2 separate regions of the Mus musculus genome follow, and region 2 is linked to region 1. Evidence: chromatin contacts called from public Hi-C data. All regions are on one chromosome and are shown on one strand. Each heading gives the region's core, a stretch centred on a gene start, on an enhancer-like site or on the middle of the called end of the contact. The rest is flanking DNA. Distances are from core to core; before and after follow the strand shown. Region 1 overlaps 4933427D06Rik (RIKEN cDNA 4933427D06 gene). Region 2 overlaps Chchd6 (coiled-coil-helix-coiled-coil-helix domain containing 6).

Evidence for each region. A called contact is a pair of places that touch in the nucleus more often than the background predicts.
Region 2: a Hi-C map of bone marrow-derived macrophages shows a contact between it and region 1, with 25 read pairs. The contact joins two enhancer-like sites. A contact is called at or near these places in 8 of 39 promoter capture datasets (the 3T3-L1 cell line, the C10 cell line, HPC-7-derived erythroid cells and 5 more), 1 of 15 datasets of contacts at CTCF or cohesin (pro-B cells), 2 of 484 Hi-C or Micro-C datasets (bone marrow-derived macrophages and large pre-B cells), 2 of 115 datasets of contacts at active chromatin or transcription factors (the 230-238 cell line and large pre-B cells) and 1 of 9 other capture datasets (embryonic stem cells).

The regions. Positions count from the first base shown.
Region 1 is chr6:89,105,494-89,110,808 of GRCm38.p6, reverse strand. It overlaps 4933427D06Rik (RIKEN cDNA 4933427D06 gene), which reads right to left. Exons shown (of 4, transcript NR_134978.1): 4 at 770-3,141. Among named protein-coding and RNA genes, the nearest start is that of 4933427D06Rik, 12 kb to the right of the region's middle. Within about 2 kb of position 2,333, at least 6 of the 459 cell types and tissues checked have an H3K27ac peak or open chromatin away from gene starts, as enhancers often do. A contact at or near this core is called in bone marrow-derived macrophages and pro-B cells, where this site is marked.
Region 2 is chr6:89,550,985-89,556,299 of GRCm38.p6, reverse strand. All of the region lies in intron 4 of Chchd6 (coiled-coil-helix-coiled-coil-helix domain containing 6), which reads left to right. Among named protein-coding and RNA genes, the nearest start is that of Chchd6, 42 kb to the left of the region's middle. Within about 2 kb of position 2,804, at least 38 of the 459 cell types and tissues checked have an H3K27ac peak or open chromatin away from gene starts, as enhancers often do. A contact at or near this core is called in bone marrow-derived macrophages and pro-B cells, where this site is marked.

The DNA.
Region 1 (5,315 bases), core at 1,084-3,583:
AAATGGCACAGCCAGAACTTATGTGTGTGGAGATTGCTGTATGAGGACAGGAAGTGCAGGTGGAGGGGTCCTGAGGTGACATCCTTTAGGCTCACAAATCAGAGAACCCCACAGATCTGCCCACTGTGCTTCCCACTGCTTTCAAGGTCAGATGGAGGAGCTATGGGGTGCAAAGGGACAGTTCCCAATGTACCTACCACACCTATGACACCTGTCTGGTCCCCGAGCTTGGTTCTGGATGATTCTGAGAGATGGTGCTGTGGTTTGGATATAGGTGTCCTCAGGAGGCTCCTGTGTTTGTACTGGTGCTACTTGAAAATGAAAGGTTGTGAACTTTCTGGAGGGCAAAGTGAGTCGCTAGGGATGAGGTTTGTGGTTTTGTAGTCCAGCCCCACTTCCTGTCTGACCTCTGACTGCCAGGTGCAATGTGACCCGGCCTCTCCCACTTAACCTCCCCATCATCATAGAATGTATTCCCTCAAACTGAGCCAAGATAGCCCCTTCCTTAAGTAGCTTCTTGTCAGGCATTTGATCTCAGCAACAAGAAACAAGTGACTAACATGGACAGAGTGCTGTATGTATGGGAAATCAAAATACAGCAGAGACTTCAGAGCACACACATGTTGAGCAGGCTTCTACAGCTACAGGAAATTAGCAGGCAGGAGGAAACCAAACCTACTGTCTTCCATAACTTCAGGAGGACAGCTTTTCTAAACACATTTTGCTTTTGCATTGCTAATTTATGAAATTTTACAAAAAGAATTTTGTACAACCAAAGCCCAAGAGGAGGATTTATTTAAAAGGATAGTTAACTACACACACACACACACATACAAAGATTCATGATAAAAACTCTTCTTGGACATTTTTCTTAGAAACAAATACAAACTTCATAAATACAAAATCCAATTTATAATTCACCTTTAGGAGTACTGAAGACAGGAACTATTTTAACTTGATCAGAGACATCCATGAGAAAACTGACAGGAAATTCCCATTAATGATAATTAAAAAAAAAAAAAGAAGAAGAAGACATTTAAAATATTCTCACTGAGGCCAAAAGGCTATTATTACCAAACTATTCCACACTTAGCCTTCTGTTGAGACAGGTCTCATCATGTAACTCTGCAGACCAGGTTGGCATAGAATTAACAAAGATCCACCTGCCTCTGCCTCACAAGTGCTGGGATTAAAGGTGTGCGCCACTATCGCCCAGCCTCTTACTCGGTGTTTTAAATGTGGCTCACTCTCTTTGTTTCCTTTCATAAACCCCCGTGCCTTTTGTTCAATTTGTCCAATTTTCTTTGACTTACTCATTTTCAATCTAGTCTGAACTTCTAGTGCCTTTCAACTCACTTGGGGATCCTGGGCTGGTGGGACAGTGCTTCCGGTAAAAACGTTCTGCCAAGCCTACAGGCCTGGGTTCAAGGCTCGGGTCTGCACAGGGTAAAAATTAAGAGCTGTCTCTGCAAGTTGTCCTCTGACCTCCATAGACAGACTGTGCCACATACATGCCCACACAGATACACACAATAAGATATCATAGTAAAAACAACAACAACAACTAGTACTACTACTACTACTACTACTACTACTACTACTACTACTACTATTCAGCAACAGCTACTGCTGCCTCCAAACTATAAGGGTCCACATCAGGATATCCTGCTTCAGAGAACTTCATACATACATACACTCATCCTCCCCAGCTCTAGGCACGGCTGGGTCGGCTTCTGGGGCCGTTTGCTTCCTTCCTGGCTCCCCTCTGTGATAGTCGGGGCTATCAGATGTTCAGTCCCATCCGTTGTTGGTTCAAATCTGTAATCTTGCATCCCAATTCCACCTGAGCTCTGTAACTTGCTCTTTCTATACACAAATACACGATTTCAGGGGTACAGCATCACTCCATTTCCCTGAGGGTATAAGATTCCTGGGAAAGCCTTATGCTGCAAGTTCAAGCCAGTCACCATTGCAGCATGGATGGGGAGGGGGCTCATGAGGCTCCACCCCCAGCTAAGTTGCTGGTGGTGAATGATGGTTGCTAGGGAGGAAGAGTCATTTTTCTGCAGTATTAGTTATCCATACTCTAGTGGATGATCCCAGAGTCATGCATTTGAGGCTGTATGACAGATTTTTAAAAAAATAGAATAGAGTCATTTTTCTGCAGTATTAGTTATCCATACTCTAGTGGATGATCCCAGAGTCATGCATTTGAGGCTGTATGACAGATTTTTAAAAAAATAGAATAGAGAGAGGAAGTGGGAAGGGGAAGTGTTAAGGGGCCACTGGACCATAAAAATATTTTTTTTCAAATAATAAACCCAGGAGGGACAAATAGTCTAATGGTTAGTGTTAACTGTCAATGTCACCAAATCTAAAGCCATCTGGGGACCTAGGATGCATTCGTGCTTCTGATTTGGGGTGTGTCAAGACCAGCTGTAAGTGCTGGGTACCTGGTTTCCTGGCTGGGATGAACTGGAACCTAAACTATGAGAAAGAATAAACCTTTTCAACTGTAAGCTTTCCTCCTCCTCAGGGGAAACAAACATAGCCAGGGAGGGCCAGCACCAAGGGATACCAGTCACCAAGGGATGTAGGCTAAGAACATGGGGGCCCTGAATGACATGAAGCACGGGACTATGTTGGCCACAGGGATGAAGGTAACATAGGGGTAGGTAGCCATGGCAGCCCAGTACCCATAAACTATAGGTGGCCACTGGGCCATCCCTGCTGGCACAGGGACTACTGGAGTCAAGGTGGGATACAGGTTCATGGCAGCCCCTGTTTCTTCACTGTGGCTGAAGTATGTCTGTAGAACCAGTTCCTCAGAGGGTTCCTGCCACTCCTGGAAGGCTGCCTGTGAGTGGCTGCCTGTCTCTGCCCACTGCCTCTGCCTCTGCCTCTGCCTCCACCTCCGTCTCTGCCTTCCAGGGTAAGCTCTTTGTTCTTCATCGTTTCCTCTACCAGCATGACGTCCTGCAGCTCCGGCTGGCTCTGTGGGCTCTGTGGGCTCAGACCTCTGCGAACGTACATAAGCAATGGGTCTGGCAGGCTGGCCTGACTCTTTAGGCTCGTCTACTTCCACTGGGTCTTGTTGTTCCACACAGGGATCACCTTGCTCTCCAGGTCGCTCATCTGAGTCTGGAGAGAAACAGACAGTGAGAACAGGTCTTGCTCAGCTTCTCCAGACAACCCATGGCTGGGGCGTTATAGCCCCATTTTACTGGTAGATAAACTGAGTCTGAGTCTGAAACTCAATAGGGAGACTGAGTTTGATATGGTGTGTCTTCCCTATGTGCATCAGAAGGAGGAGTCCACATGCACACACACAAAAACACATACGCTTACATGAAGGGGCTGTCACTCAGTGGGAGTGGCAGATCAGCGGCAGCATGGAAATGCCTCTCTAAATTTGAAGGCTCAAGATTACGTCATGCCTGTTTGTAGAGAGAATCTCTTATACTGAATGGAAGCATCACCTGTCATTAAAAGTGCTATTGGCCTATTATCCTATGCAGAGAAAAGGAAAGTGGAAGTTCCAGTACAGAGAGAGAAGTCTAGGGAAATACTCAGGCATGAGAAGATCCACCCCAGACATAGAAGATGGTGGTTCTATGAAATGGAGGACCAGGTAACCAGCCACGTGGCAGAACATAGAGTAAATGGGTTATTCAGATACGAGCTAGTCAGGAACAGAGCCAATGCCATTGCCTCAGCATTTATTCATATATACTAAGTGTCAGAGTTATTATTTGGGGGAACTTATGTGCAAGTGGGAAAGCTTGCAGCTGCACCTCTACGCATGTTTCCTTTTTCTAGAAACTTCTGGTTGTTACAAGGACTGTGTCACTATAGGTGTTCAGACTGATGCCAGGCCAGGAAAGTCTTCTCATCCACACACTGGGATGGTTGGACAGAGGAAACATGGCCCATACTCCATGGTGAGAGGCCGTGAACAGGCACAGGCCTAGCAGTTAGAAGACAGCTGGGTGCATGCAAAAAAGCTCCCAGGAGAGGCTGAAAAAGCTCCTGGAGAAAGCTGAGAGCAACCAGGATGCAAAGCGCTAGGAATGGTAGTTTGGATGAAAATGGCCCTCATGCCTCATAGGCATTATTTGGAAGGATTAGGACACATGGCCTTGTTGACACTGGGGATGGGCCTTGAGGTTTCAAAAGCTCAAGCCAGGCCCAGTGGCTCACTCTCTCTTCCTGCAGAACTCTCAGCTCCTTCTCTAGCACCATGTCTGCCTGCACTGTTTCCATACTTCCCTGCCTTGTTGATAATAGATAATAACATCTTAACCTGTAAGCCAACGCCAATGAAATGATCTCTTTTGTAAGTGTTGCTGTGGTCATGGTGTCTCTTCACAGCAATTCAAACAGTCGCTCATCAGGAAAGGGGCAGTTCTTAAAGCAGCAGCCCTAAGCTAAGCCAGTTATGCTATCCTGAGGTCGGCCAGAAGGGGCGGGGGCCAGTGAAGATGCTGAGGGAGGAGCAACATCCTCAGGTGGTGGGCTTCAAAAAGGAGGCCAGAGGGAAGTACGCATACAGGAGGCAGGGCAGTGCCACCAGACAGCAAATTCAAGAAAGGCACTGGGAACAGAGACAGCAGAGACACCCCTATCACCACCACAGGCTGTCCCAAGTAACCTGCTGGCACTCTGGAAGAGGGATGACTGGGGATCCCTGTCCCTAAGGTAGAGCTAAGGTGAGAACATCCACTCAATATCAGGTTTGTAACTGAGGTACAGGGACATCCAATAGTTCTGCAGCCTGGAGCTCAATGAGGTCTGTTTCCTGGGCAGTAAGTGAAGGGAGGAGTGGTCCACCCTGCTGTGATCCATCATCCCCATGGCTGGCAGGGAGAATGGAGATACTGGGGTAGCCTCTTAGAGGAGCCAAAAGTCTGTGTTGCCAGCCTCTAGGGAAGCCAGAGCAAAGGCCCTTTCCAAACCAAGAAGGGAGGGAATGCTTGGGTGGGCATGAAGAGGGTCCAGCCTGAGAGCAGTGCCCTCCTAGTGGAAAGTGCTGTGGAGTCCTGAGCAGCAACGCTGGCTGAACAGATAGAGCCACTGGGGCCAGCTGTGGAAAGGCTACCACTGAGAAACTTGGGGGGGGGGGGTGGTGCAGGGTCCGGGAGGGATGTGGGAGAAGAGCACACAGTGAGAGCAGCTGGAGTAGGGCTGGGCTACTAGGCTAGCCCAGCTACAATGGAGGCAGCAGGATATGCCCAGAAGCAGCTGACCATCACCACAGAGCTCATATACAGGCATTTCTGTGAACATTCCACAATCATTAAAAACAACTAAAGAAC
Region 2 (5,315 bases), core at 1,555-4,054, 450 kb before region 1:
TCCCAAATATACACAGTGGTTTTGGGCCTGCAGGCTGCTTCCTTTCCCAGGCACACTCAGTCTTCCAAACTCTTTGCTTTCTCCCCTTTGCTTACCTCCTATTTCTCTTCAAGTGCTGGGGTGATGTGTCAGCCCTTCTGACCAGAGCCAGGACTCACAGTTCTGGGTGTACTGCATGGGAGCCAGTTGGCCTGCTAGACTGCTGATATCTGTGGGACAGATCCCCCCATTCTTACTGTGACAGAAGATAACAGGATGACAAACCCTCAACAACAGTGACCCCTGGGTCCTGATAGCCAGGACAGCAGGGGGGCTCTACAACAGCATTCCTGATTCTCTTTCCAGATCCATCACTGAGCCTTCCTACATTCTAGGGGCGTCTTTTTCTGGACTGCATCTCAAGTCAGAAACTGTGTTCACTTTCTCCTTCTTGCCCCACCAACTTCCTTTCTGGCTTTCTCCAAGGCCTGCAATGGTTCTAACCTTGAGCATTTCTCCTGTCTGACAAGTTTGTGTTGAGAACTGCTTCTGCATGTTGTTTTATCCTCTAGGCCTGCCACATATGACTGTTCAGCCTGGGTGTTTCAGTTAGATGCTCCTCCACACCTGGGCCTAGCTCCTGAGGGTTGTGAGAGACCTTGAGAGTCTAGAAAGATCACCTTTCCTGGCATCCCATTGCAAAGACTCTCTGCCACACCAGCCACACACACCTTTCCCTAGCCCCTTCCTAGCTTCTAAGTCTTTGCTTCTGAGGTACCTTGCCTTCAAGTGACCTGGGTTGGATCCTGGACCTAGTCGCTTCCTCCTCCCCAGAGCCCCATTCTTTATACTTAGTACCCTTTCTGAAGACGATAGCCTTTCCTAAGCAGCCCTTCTAGGTTCCTCCCTCCTCTTCCTGTCCCTTTATCACGGAGGGTGGTGGAGGTGCGGTGGTAAAGCTGTGATCTCACTTCTCAGACAGTTTGGCTTCTACTTCCATGAATGCCTCCTCAGATGTCTCTATGATCTTTCCAACAAATCTGTCCATTGAGTTTCACTGTCCTCACATGGATTTCTGTTATTTCCTCTGCTGCAGCTGTCTATCTGGGCTTTGTTGTCTTAGTGTGTTGGACATGCATTATTGACATAGAACCTGCTCTGCTGTGGCCTAGACTCCCCTTGGAAAAGCAGACATCAAACAAGCAAACACTCTTGAGCTACAAACTGAGCTAAGAGAGATGCTAGTGAGGTGGACAATGCTTAGTGAGAGTAGCAATAAGGACCTAATGTAGGTTGAGGTGTGCAAGAGGCTTCTCTGAGAAACTGACACTTGGACCAAGCCTGAGGGTCAGTAGGACTTAGACTGAGGGAGGAGGGGGAGAGGTCTGAGGATGAGGAGCGGCAGCACTGCAGTCAAGGTCAGAGGAGGAGAACTCGTTGACAAGCCTGGGGTCATAAGCTGAGAAAGCTGTGACTTAAAAGGGGCAAGCAAGGGAGTCCTCAAGTCACAAGATTTCTCAAGCAGAGGGGACAGTCAGGGTTGGAGATAGGAGGGAGCTTATGGTAGGTCTTTATCAAGGTGGAGGAGGGCTCAGAGTGGAGGAGGCAAGATCAGTGGGAGGCTCACCACCATCCCAGGGAAAGTTGTGATGATCAGACAGGACACTGATTGTCTTGGAGGACTGAGTAGATAGGCAGGATATTGACTGGGAGCCCAGCAGCACAGTGAGTGACACAAGTAGAAAGACCCAGCACCCTTTTCCATAGCTCGGTGGTCTGGGCTCGTAGGGTTTCCAGCCTCAGCATGTGTGGCTTCCAGGTGGTTGCTCCAGCTCTCCCTGATGGGGAGGGGGGCCTGGTGAGATCACGGCCAGTTTAAAAGCAAGAACAGAACTGAGCACACCATTTCTAGACATGTCCTGTTGGCTGGACGGTCCTGTGGCCTCTCTCAGCTATAAGCTGTTTAGGAATTGTGTCTAACTGTCGTCAAGCTGAAGCTCTGTCACAGTGGAGGAGGGAGGCATGGCTGTTGGGGACAGATGGAAATTCTCACTCTCTGCTGTTGCCTCCTCACTGCCCCACCCTCAGTGACTCCCACATTCATCTTGTTCTGAACTCTGTGTGGCTTCTGTTCTCTAGGAGCCATTAGGAACTGTGCTGGCCACGGTGACGAATACTTGAGAGATACAGTTGAAAGGGAGGTACCGCTTGCTTGGGCTCATGGTTTCAGAACTCTCTGCTCATAGCTGGCTATATTTCTGGCAGTGAGGAGGCAGGTGGAAGGACATGGCAAAGCTAAGTTGCTCATCTCATCCTGGCTAGGAAGCAAAGGGAGGCAGAGGGGCCCCGGACATTGACGTATACTAGGTCTGTGCAACCCTTTACCAGACATACTCGATCTGGGTTCCTATCTTCCTCTCGGGAGCACCTCTTGTGTCCACAGTGAGCCACTTCCTATGGCCATGGAAAGTATTTTCTAAGAAGTTCATGTCCTGAAATCTCTGGAAGGAGCAGCATAGAAGGGCATTTGGAATTGGTGTGCCTACTCCATGAATTTCCTTTCCTGTACTGCCATAGGGCAGGTGTGAGCAGGGAAGCTGCTGTCTGCTCTTGGGAAAAGTTGGGAAGGAGGACAGACTCATAAACTGACTTCTTTCTGCTTTTCACTCTGACTCCTGGGTAACTGTTTTCTCAAAAGTTTGGCTTATTGCACAGCTTGGGAGAATCCCACTGAATCTTGGGAATGAGGTCACACTGCTGTACATCCACCCCCAACCTCTCTCGGGTCTGGCCCCTCTCTGTCGTGCTTATTGAGCAGAGTCCACTAGGTGGCAGTCCTGGGCCACTTGTTGGTGGGGACGATTGAAATGCTGCAAAAGACCCAGTGGGATGGAGAGCAAGGGTCCTCTTGCCCAAATGCCTTTTAGTGGGTCTGTAACTGCTGATTCTAGAGACACTGAACCTGGTTAGGAAGCCAGAGATGCCTTTTCTTCTGGCAGACTCTCCACCTCTCTCCTAGCCTTTGATTTTGCTAACTCTACTCTCCTGTTGTGGCTGCCCTAGGCTTGCTGCAGTTCAAGAGACCAAGTGGTGCCCCTGAGAATCAGAGAAGGAGATCTTCCAGCCCCTGTAATGCACTGGCTGGAGGATGGGCTCCCTCTTCTTGCTGTGGTTTGCTTCTTTCCGAGGATGTTGCTGGTGGCAGCTTGGCTTGAGTCCAGAGCAATAGAGGCACAGTTGGGCTTAGATGGGGGGGCAGGGTGAGAAATGCTGAGGTTTGAGGAGGGATGGTCTGGGTCATTCCCTTATCAACCATAGGTTACTGTTTTCTCAGGCTGTGTAGTCCAGGCTGCTCATAGCCTAATGCCTCAAATTAGGGTGGGATTAAGGGTGGCTCTGTGGACTTTGTCCTCAGACAGATGGTTAGGAGACAGAGGGTTCCTTGCACCATCTTCTCTAAGAGCTGGTGACATCCTTCAAGCGCCTTTTCTTGGCGTCTTTGCACAAAACAAGCAGATTCTGACTTTCTTGTAGGCGGATGGACTGCCAGTTTTGGCAGCAAGGGAGATTTTTTTTTCAAGGCCCGGAGAAGACATGGAGGGAACTCAGCTAACCTAGCGGTGACTTGAACTGTGGTGAATAGCCATTAGGTTAAAGGATCCTAATGCTGGCTCCCAGTACAGCCACTGCTGCTCATTTCTCTGAAGAAGCCAGGGTCTAGTGGCAAGAGTCCTATTCTTCTGTGTCCTTCTGGAGAGTCTCCAGGAGGATGACATGGCAAGATCATCTGTGACATTCCTATGAGCATGCTGTAGCTGGCCTGCATGCCTACCATAGCTCTGGCTTGCCCTGAATTGGTTGCTGCCAACTCCACAGCAGGGTGGGGTCTCATGTAAATATGGAAGGTCTCTGTAGGGATGTCTTTCTCAGAGAGCTGGTCCTAGCCATATTCTTCTCGGTTTCTTGGCAGCCACTCCAAGACACTGATCAGCTGCCCCCACCTGTTTTGGCCTTAATGCCTTTGTTGCTTCCTAGTAGTTGCTCAGAGCCTTCATGACTGTCCTTTAGGTAGTAGTGGGTGAAAAGAGAGCTCTGGGTTTTGTCCTCCTGTCTTGCAAGCTCTTGTACTACAGTGGTCTCAAGGGCACAGCATACATACATTCCCAGCTCACTGAAAGTTGGTGTTACTCACAAGGTGCTTGCCATAGTGACTGTCATTCCTCAGGGTTAGGGAGGAAGGACTCTGCTGCTTAGCCTTTATGGGGGAGAATACCGCCTTGAAAGTGGTGTGGCTATGTAAGTTCCAGGTGGAAGAGAAGCACATTCCTTTGTCCACAGCAGTGCTGATACCCCCAACGTTCTGTGTACAGTTTCTAGAATACAGGTAGAAAAAGGAAGGGACTTAATATGCATATCAGTCCATAAATCATCCTAGCAATTAGAGTTCTGGTTCGTTGTGTTACAGAGTCGCCAAAGAAGAAGTAGAACTCCCTCTCTAGGGGAAGATGCCTAAAGCTAGCCATGGTTCAGCTCTCAGGACTGTATACTTCTGTGCTTGCCTGGACACTCCCTCATGGCAAAGCTGTTGCTAAGGTGCTGAGACTTAGCAAACTGGGGAGAGAGGAGGTAAAGTTATCCAGGAACATTCTTCCTGATGTTTCCTTCCAAAGCAGACTGTTTAACTGCTCCACTGCAAAGTGAAAAGCATGTGTGCTACCTCTAATTGGTTTACAAAGAGATTGATTTCTGCCTGTGTGATGCTGCCAGGAGCCCCAGGGTCTTTCCTTAGGGATAATGTACCTCCAAATACATTCCATTTGTAGCCACTTTAGATATGGAACGAACCCCAGAGATGAAATGTTAGACACCTTCACCTGAGCCTCAGAGTAGTGCCCGTATTAAGAAGCTGGCCAGCAATAGAGGAGATGGCTACCATGAGAAAGCAAGGCCCCTGCCAGTCTACTTGGGTTTGGTGTTTTGCTCAGAAGAGGTTGCTAGCTATCATACTCAGAAATCCTGGAGAAGAAAGATTGTAAAGAGAATCTGAGAGACTTTCCTAATTATGTGCAGAAAATGTCCTAAAGAAAGGCCAGCTTTCCTGGCTCTGCCAAGCACTGTGAGAGGTATCAGCATAGGTAGTTCTGACCAGGAATGGGGAAGAGAGCAGCTTCCGGGGATGGAGGGTAGGGTTCTCCACAGCAGCTTCCCTGGCTGCAGGCAGCAGATCTGTGTCTCCAAGGGAAGGAGGTGACAGCCATAGAGCATCAGAGTGGTATTCATCTTGCCAGTCTCAAGAGGGAGGTGAAGATAACCTGTGTCTGCAGGCTCCTGAGTCC